2 separate regions of the Mus musculus genome follow, and region 1 is linked to region 2. A link is a contact called in public HiChIP or PLAC-seq data. All regions are on one chromosome and are shown on one strand. The core of a region is the stretch at or near the end of the contact, and the rest is flanking DNA. Distances in the headings are between cores, read along the strand shown. Region 1 overlaps Gpc5 (glypican 5). Region 2 holds the start of Gpc5 (glypican 5).

Region 1 (4,197 bases), core at 482-2,981, 350 kb after region 2:
TAAAAAGTATGGAGAAAAATATTTTGTGTCCATGTAAAAGACAGGATTATTCATGTGTCTCTTAGAGGGGCAATGAGAAATCCGTGTCGATACTTCAATAGTACTTGACATCTGTTTTACATTCTTTACCTGTAGGAACTAAATGTCGTAACATGTAAATAAAAAATAAGCTCCATACATGGCTTTGAATAGCATGCAGAAGTAACAACAAAAATCTCCTCAATAGGAATATTAGAATGTCATTGTAGGGATTATGGTATATTTTTTAAAAAATGGAATGCACTTTTGAGTTTTAAGAAGATGGGGCACTATGCATAGTGATCAAAAAATATATATGAGAAGAAACCTGGGGGAATATATAGGAGGATTTATTAATTAACCATATTTCAATGGTTATATTTCATGCACTTTTATTTTATTCTAATTTTTATTAGATTTATTTATTTAATGTATGTGAGTACATTGCTGCTGTCTTCAGATACACTATAAGAGGTCATCAGATTCCATTACAGATGGTTGTGAGCCACCATGTGGTTGCGGGGAATTGAACTCAGGACCTTTAGAAGAGCAGCCAGTGTTCTTAATCACTGAGCCATATCTCCAGCCCCCTTATGTGGTTTTACTATTAATAATTGAATGCACTGTCAGCCTTTTCAAAAGCAACAAAAATATTATAATTTATATAATTCACAATATCATGCACATATTAGCACTTATCTTTAAACAAATGTACTTGCTTTTTTATTTTCTGGGGGAGGGGTGACACTGCCACCATCACACATCTGAGGAGGTCAGAGGATGGCTTTCAGAGGCTGGTTCTCTTCTCCTGCCAGGTAAGTTTTAGGCATTGGAGTAAAGGAGCTTACCTTGGTAACACACTTCTTGACCCCTCGAACATCGGGCATGTCCCACTGATTATTTGTTTTAGGAATATATATTACTTTTCTACAATTATAAAATCATGAAGACATAGGGCAGGGTACATTTCTCTTCCAAAGATCAAGTGTCGAGAGAGGACGAGTTGTGCTGTACTTGAGATGTGAGCTGGTTTAGATGAAGACTTCAGAGCACTGTTCTTATTTAATAGGATTCCATTTTGATGTACAGTGTACCTTCTACATAATGAGTTTTATATTTCAAATGGTTGAAAACTGTAACCAGACAGAATTTTAAGTATTGTACATTTCCTAAAGAGAAGCATCGATCACTTTCGCCTTAGTTACTTAGTATCACTGATATAAATTATTTAGCCCATATTTGAGTTTTTAGCACTCTGCAGGAGATGAAGAGATTTTAAAGTCTCCACTCTTTCATATACATATACAAAATAAAATATATAAATATAAATATTTTCATAATAGCACTTGCTTGGGAATTTCTGTTTATGGATGGCAATAAACTGAAGATTAGCTGCAAATAAGTCCAAGATCAATGCTCCCCGTTCTTTGTACAGCAGCTCTAAAAGTACAAGAAAAAAATAAAATGAGAAAAATTCACTGCTAAAGATTTGAAGTAAAAAAGACAGTCTAAAGAAGTCTAAAGAAGGTACAATTCCTATATATAGATTTTAGTATCTTAATTGAGATAAATGTGTTTTGAACATGATCTTTTCATTATCACTTGTTTTTGCAATTTCAATATGTTCTTTGGACAAAAGGTTCTAGCCTGGTCCAGGCAGGCAGATGAAGCCATTTGTAGAATGTAAAAGCTTCAAGACCAGGAAGCTAATTAGCAATTTATTTATTCAGACATGCAAGTCAGCTTCTCTTTGGGACTCTATCCAAGGAAACACAGAAAGCCTCAAAATGCCTCCACAGACAGATCCATTACTGTGTAGATTGACACAATTTATCATGATTTCTCATGTGTGTCTTTTGGGGACTATTTGTCTGCAAACTTTATTATTATTTGTATTATTTACTTATGGTAAAAAAAAAAATGTTTGAGTGCTATTGCTGGGAAGAGGCTCTGTTTGGGGATTGGTAATTAGCAGCTTCCTGTTCATTTCACTTGCTAATGTGTCGCTTTTCTCTCTAGAAGTTTTTTTTATCAGCTCAGATGACAAAGCGTTCAGCTTCATGAAAATTTCAATGGCTAAACAAATGCTTCGATTTTTATTTCAAAAGAAACCAAGGAAGAATTCTCGGATGGACAGTATGGTGTTGAATTCAACAGGGAGTCATACTGAAAACTTGCTGTCAAGAGTCCTTGTCCTTTGTCCTTAATGAAACAGAGTTAATCTTTCAAAATGTAAGGTACTTCAGGAAAAATTTACCTAGGAAGAATTTCTGTGGCGGAATGTTAGGTTGCTCTCAGTTGACCATTAATTGACCTTTTTATATGGATGTGTGTATGTACAAGGTTCTAGGCTCCAGGGCAAGAAAGGGTAGCAGTGATCCCTGGGCTGAATGACAGGTTAGCTCGTCAGCACAAAGTTTTATGGCAAAATATTGGCAAGTCTTCTGGAAGACATCAGAGTGAACAGGAATTGGGGTGCATACGGCGTTCCACACTATCGATCTGCGGTATAGTCATGCCCTACTTCTAGAGCCAGTTATTCACCACATCTTACTCCTGATACCAGCTCCATAAAACTGCTGCCTGGCTCACCGGCCATAAAATGCCTCCTGACTAAGTTTCACAAAGATTGCTTTTCTAATCTGCCCTTCATTCCAGTTCCTCTGAAAGTAGATCCACAATAATCTCTTGGGGAAACATATAGCTATGACATATGTTCTTAGGTTACAAAGATATTCTGAGATATGGAGGGCAAGTAAGAGCTAGTCAGAAAGGAAAGGGTTAAGGAAGTGATAAGTTATCCCCTGAGAAGACACCACTAAACAGAAGAGTACACACAAGAGGGGAGAATTGTTCTTAATGAATAAAGCCATGATGCACCCAAGGTACACTTAGAGAATTGAGGGCTGGTTCTAAGCAAAGGAGTAGTATAAAAAAAAACGAAGCCCAAAGGGTCAAACTTTAAATTTCCTAATCTCCAGTTACCTAATGACAGAAAGGATTGAAAATTTCAGTCCATCGCCTATATTTTAGACTATATAGCATCATGTGATATTTGAAATAATATATATGTTTGATATACTTTGGAATCATACTCTAAAATTGATCCTTTAGGATGTTCAGCTGAAAACTGTTACATGGGTTCCCATACATGAGTTCCTTGCAACTTTTCGCTTGTCCACCATGATTGTGACTGTAGCCCTCAGTATTAAGGATGCAAAAAGCCTGAAACAGACAGTGTCATCAACCCACAGAGCTTCTCATTCTTATCCTTTGTCCCAAGCACAGTCTCCTGAATTAAGTATGAAGAGTGTAGTGTATCTGTAAGAGCAGAATGTATCTATGAGAGACACTTTTCCACAGTCAGGTAGAAAGCATGCATATAACATACCATCTTAAGCGTATTTTAGTGCCATACAAGTCGTAAACATTCAACATGTGGTGTTTGGCATGATCTAGCAGTGACCTAGGAGAATGGTCTTCAAAGACAGGGGACTTGGTCGCTGCTATGCATATTATTAAACACAAATGTGTGTCATAGCTTTAGAGAAACCACTTCTAAAAATCTATATAAAAGACAGAAAATTATGCGTTACATCTGACTGCCAAACACAGAACTAAATTAAGGGTTATTTTTGTAAAGTCAATACTCTTCTCCCGTTTGGGTTGTAACTTGTAACTAATGTTGCATTTCTGGTTGTTGGGTATGCAAATTGGCATAATTCATGATTTCCCAGAAGTACAATGATGTATAACTCTACTCAGAGGTGAAAAGTAGCATGCACTCCATTTTGTCTTGGACAAGCGTCTGCAGTTACCACACTTCTGCTCTGCTCCTCCTCCATGTTCGCTTCTCCTACCTCCACACACAGGTGATTATTATTTAAGAAATCAATAATGCAATTCAGTGCTTGTAAGTTTCTTCAGAGGAGGAAGAAGTATTTGACACCCCTAGAGTCCCTAGAGTCACTCTTTCTGCTCATTGCCACATGCCTTCAGCCCAAGCCCATCAAATACCATTTCCATAGCTGTTGTTGGAGCAATCACTTCAGTGTTGTTGAGATTTTTCTCTTCTATGACTATTTCCAAGTCATGAAGATGCTTTTTACACAAGGTTTGAGTAACTGGCATTTCTTTTTCTGGGACTTGTAACTTGGGTTATACTTGATATAGACTCTT
Region 2 (4,014 bases), core at 679-3,178:
AGACCTACTCAGTTTCCATGTATGCTGTCCCACATGTTTTGTTGAAAGGAAGTATGAAGCACTGAGAACTTGCTTGTAGCTTTCTTTAAGCCTAGTTAAGCTTAACAGACCTCTTTATATCATACTGTCCGATCAATATTTGCTATGCAAACCATCAGTATTTATGATTTTGTTCTAGAGAAAGTGCTTTACAGACTGCAGTTAAAGGGATCAGGCTGGATAGTGAATCCTTATAGTTATAGTGGTCTATGATAGCCAGCTCTAACATGGAGAGATTCTGGTGAGAATAAGGATGTTTGGGGAAAAATTAGAAGTTAACTTTATACTAATATATGTGGGAGTCTAGAAGATATATATGTACATATTTTCTAATTTTAAAAAGTCCGATGGACTAATTAAAGTCTTTAGTCTTACTCCATGTAGCTGAGTCAGCATCTAAGTGAAACATGAAATGGCTAAGGAAATCTTGTCCTGGATTTTGACATTTTGATTTGACTCCTGGTTCCCGCTGCCTGTGGCCTTGGGAAACCCATCTTACATGTCTGTCCCTATCTACTTACTTGAAAAATAGTACTGGTGATAACAAGTGTATAGGGTGATTGTAACGACCGAATGAAGGGAAATCCATACAGCACTTGGAATACTGCTTAGCACTTAAGGATTTTATAGATGAGCGTGGCTGCTCTTGTTTATTCCTATGGATATAGCTGACCTCCAAGAAGCCTTTCTTGATGGTGCATCAGAGCTGAAGAGTCATGAATGTTCCTTTATTTTTCTAGGATACATATGTAAAACCTTGCTTGAAGGCCTAGAATTTAAAGTGTCTAATGATTTCTATTCTTGCTTACTAAGAAAACTTCTAAGAAAATAATTTGTAGTATTCGGGGAATGATGTCAAAAGCCAAGTGGGTAATATTTCACTCTGAAACAGCATCCCAGCCATGGCAAGATCTCTTTCTGAAAGTGCTGCCTTTGATATCAAATGGCCATTAGAAAACCCCAGGACACTTAGCTAAGACTGGAAATTATTCATCTCGAGTCTTGGCAAGGGTGCAGCTTAAGATGAAATTCTCTTAAAGTGGTTAAGATATTTAGAGTCCCTTCTGCTAATGCTGTTAAAGAGCTTCTTGGTGCTGAGAAGTACTCTCTTCAGGTGGCTATGACCCGGATCATGTCACTCATTTAGGCTTAACTGCAGGCTGCCTTTTGCTTCCTGGTTTCTCATGCCTAACTTGACAAACTTTCCTTTTCAGCTTGTAATTGCCCAGTATTTTCGTTTCTCCTATTTTCCTGGGGAGAAGCTCCCTCGAGCACTTTTGTCTTAGTTACTCTCTGAGAAATATTAAAAACAAATTGTCAAAGGTGTCAAAGCTCAGAAAGGTATAAGACCAACGTGAACTATGATGTTAGAATAAACTGAACTTCAGCGAGATATAAAGAATGTGATAACTTCCCATTGAGACTCTGAGCTCTAAATTCTTTCAGAAGAATCATGTTACAGAAAAATCCTCCTAGCACTAAAAGCATAAAACGCTTAACATTAAAAAAAATAAAAGCATAAAGAATTTGAAACGTAAGTGCTACTAGGTCGCTCAAAACCCTGCTTTTGCCATTCGCACTTGCCAAGGTCCAGTTCATGAAATTTGGATACAGATTCCTATGCATAGAGGACCTTGATTTGTAGAGAAATGTTTCATCTTATTTCCAACTCATGTTTCTTATCTCCTGCCTTCTCTGATCCTCTTTATACATACTTTCGTTTCAGCGGTTGAATGCTTTCCGAAATCAACCCGGAGGAAGAAGGCTAGTTTCCTTCCATTAATTTGACTCTTCTGTGAGGTCGCAAGCCCGGCGCTTGCTGTGCTCCGCAGGATCTGGGCTTGGGCGGAGCCGGCGGACTGCTGGGGGTGTGGCTAGGGGCGTGGCCTGTTCGCGGGGTTGGCGAACCGGGCTCTGGAGCTCCGCAGGCTGGCACAGCCTAGGTTAGTGGCTGCGAGCTGAGCCTTAGGCGGCTGCAGCGATACCGGCCAGTGCCGGATGCTTGCCGTGTCTCGCTTCTCCCCGGCTCGTGTTCGGCTTGCGCAGCGCCCACCCGCCCTGGTCCGGGAGGGACCCGGGCGATGCTAAGCATGAGAAGTGCAGCGTCTCAGCCTCAGGGCTTCAGGGGAGAAAGCGGAGCTCTTGCAGGTGAAGCCGCGGTCCCTTCGCGGTCTTCCCGTGGCCGCCTGCGCATCGAACCCTTGCCAGATTCCGCCACGCATCTTCCTCCCGCGCTGCCGATGCTGGGTGCTCTGGAGAGTGAGGACCACAGCGGGGAGGGCGCGACCCGAACACCGAGGATGGATGCCCGCACCTGGCGTCTGGGCTGGCGCTGTCTCCTTCTCCTGGCTCTCCTTGGATCTACCCGAAGCGAGGGCGTGGAGAGCTGCGAAGAAGTTCGGAAACTTTTCCAGTGGCGGCTTGGGGGAGCTGTCAAAGGGCTGCCGGAGGCGCCGCGGGCAGGTAAGAGCCGCTGGTTGGCTCCGCACTGTGCGGGGCTCCAGCCGGGGACCTCTTGGGCTTGCGACCACGGTCTCTGGGGCATCCATCCATTCAGAGATGGTCCTTGGTGAGACGACGACCTTTCGGGTTCTCCGGCCCCAGTAGGTGAACCGGGGTGAGGCCTGTGGGAATGCTTGGTGTGCTCACGAGAGTAGGGCAGCTTCAAGGTGGGCTCCTTAACTGTATCTGGGGTTCCTTGGAGCTCTGAAGCATTTTTTTTCATGCCGGTGCCCTCTTGCTCTCCAGGGAGGTGCTTGAAGAACTAATCAAGGGTGGTTTGTTACTGCTCCAGGATCTATTTGTTCCCACAGGAAACATCACCAGGGGTCCTGGTTTTACTCTCACAACCTCAGAGGGATTGTGTTGGTTGCCGCAAGTTTGATGGTAAACTAACAAACCTTCTTATATCCTTGTGCTGACCAAGGTGCCAATGCTGTTTTTAATGAGCGCTCGACCCAGTTCACTCAGAGACGACCTTTAGTTGCCCCTCTGCACCTTGGCACCAAGCCTTCCTACAGAAATCCGAGTCTCTTAGTGTGTCCCAGCCCCACAAAGTAGTTTCGAGCTTGCAAAGCGATAGGGCAACAGGCAATCAAGCTCTGCGTTTGGGGGCACCAGGAAACTCACAGTCTATACAATTAATATGGCAGCTAGAGACCATGCGTACTATAAGACCCCTTTGCCTGCATTCATCTCCTGTGCTCTAGCCTACACTCAAATTCTTAGCTGCTGGTGGGAGAACAAGTACACGTTCTATCCAGAAGAGAAGATCTTGTGCTAGGGAGCCAATAGAGTGTCTGGGGCTAAGTTAGATCATAGTGGAGTATCCCTAGCTGTTGCTGAAGTCAACAGAGAGGGCTGGATTTAAGGACGTTGTCTGATGAACAAAGAATTTGCAAAGGATGCCTTAGTACCAAATACATCCCTTTTCCAGTGCGAGAAGGCTTGCCGTTAGCACTCCCCAGTGGTAGCACATTCGCTTGATTGTTTTTCTGCTAGTTAGCTCAATTCTTATCATCCTTCCCCAGTGTCTGGGCGCAGAAAGCCCACCAGCCAGCGCTCACAGGACCACTTTTAAACACACCAGTGTTTATTGGAATACCTACTCAATACACTCTTTCCATACTTGACACACATTGTTGACACTTCCAGCTTAGGGGATTCTTGTCTCTTCAAAACCAAACACACACACACACACACACACACACACACACACACACACACATACCCCAAAACAACCTTCTAAGTAAGTACTGATTTCAGTGTATTCTTTCGTTAAGAAATACCTCTCCCTTAACCACTTATGAGACTAATTGGTTTGTGTGCAGTGGGTGTTGAGCTGAGAAAGCCTCACGTGCATTGTGAGACCTGTCTCCCGAATGTCAAAGCTTTGGCTGTAGCTGACAGTCCTCAGGAAGGCTTTGATCTCAGTGGCTTCTCGATGCTCAGTGTCCGTGCACCTGCTGAAGACAA

The links. HiChIP or PLAC-seq counts read pairs in DNA pulled down with a chosen protein or histone mark.
Region 1: a contact with region 2 is called in an H3K27ac HiChIP or PLAC-seq map of neural progenitor cells, with 14 times the contacts expected there. The contact joins the enhancer-like site here to the promoter of Gpc5 in region 2. A contact is called at or near these places in 7 of 39 promoter capture datasets (3T3-L1-derived adipocytes, cranial neural crest, frontonasal cranial neural crest and 4 more), 3 of 484 Hi-C or Micro-C datasets (the AML12 cell line, astrocytes and brain) and 9 of 115 datasets of contacts at active chromatin or transcription factors (astrocytes, embryonic forebrain, embryonic limb bud and 5 more).

Annotation. Positions count from the first base shown.
Region 1 is chr14:115,443,235-115,447,431 of GRCm38.p6, forward strand. All of the region lies in intron 5 of Gpc5 (glypican 5), which reads left to right. Among named protein-coding and RNA genes, the nearest start is that of 4930505G20Rik, 36 kb to the left of the region's middle. Within about 2 kb of position 1,732, at least 11 of the 459 cell types and tissues checked have an H3K27ac peak or open chromatin away from gene starts, as enhancers often do. A contact at or near this core is called in kidney and neural progenitor cells, where this site is marked.
Region 2 is chr14:115,090,287-115,094,300 of GRCm38.p6, forward strand. It overlaps Gpc5 (glypican 5), which reads left to right and starts at 1,929. Exons shown (of 8, transcript NM_175500.4): 1 at 1,929-2,502. The coding sequence starts at 2,340.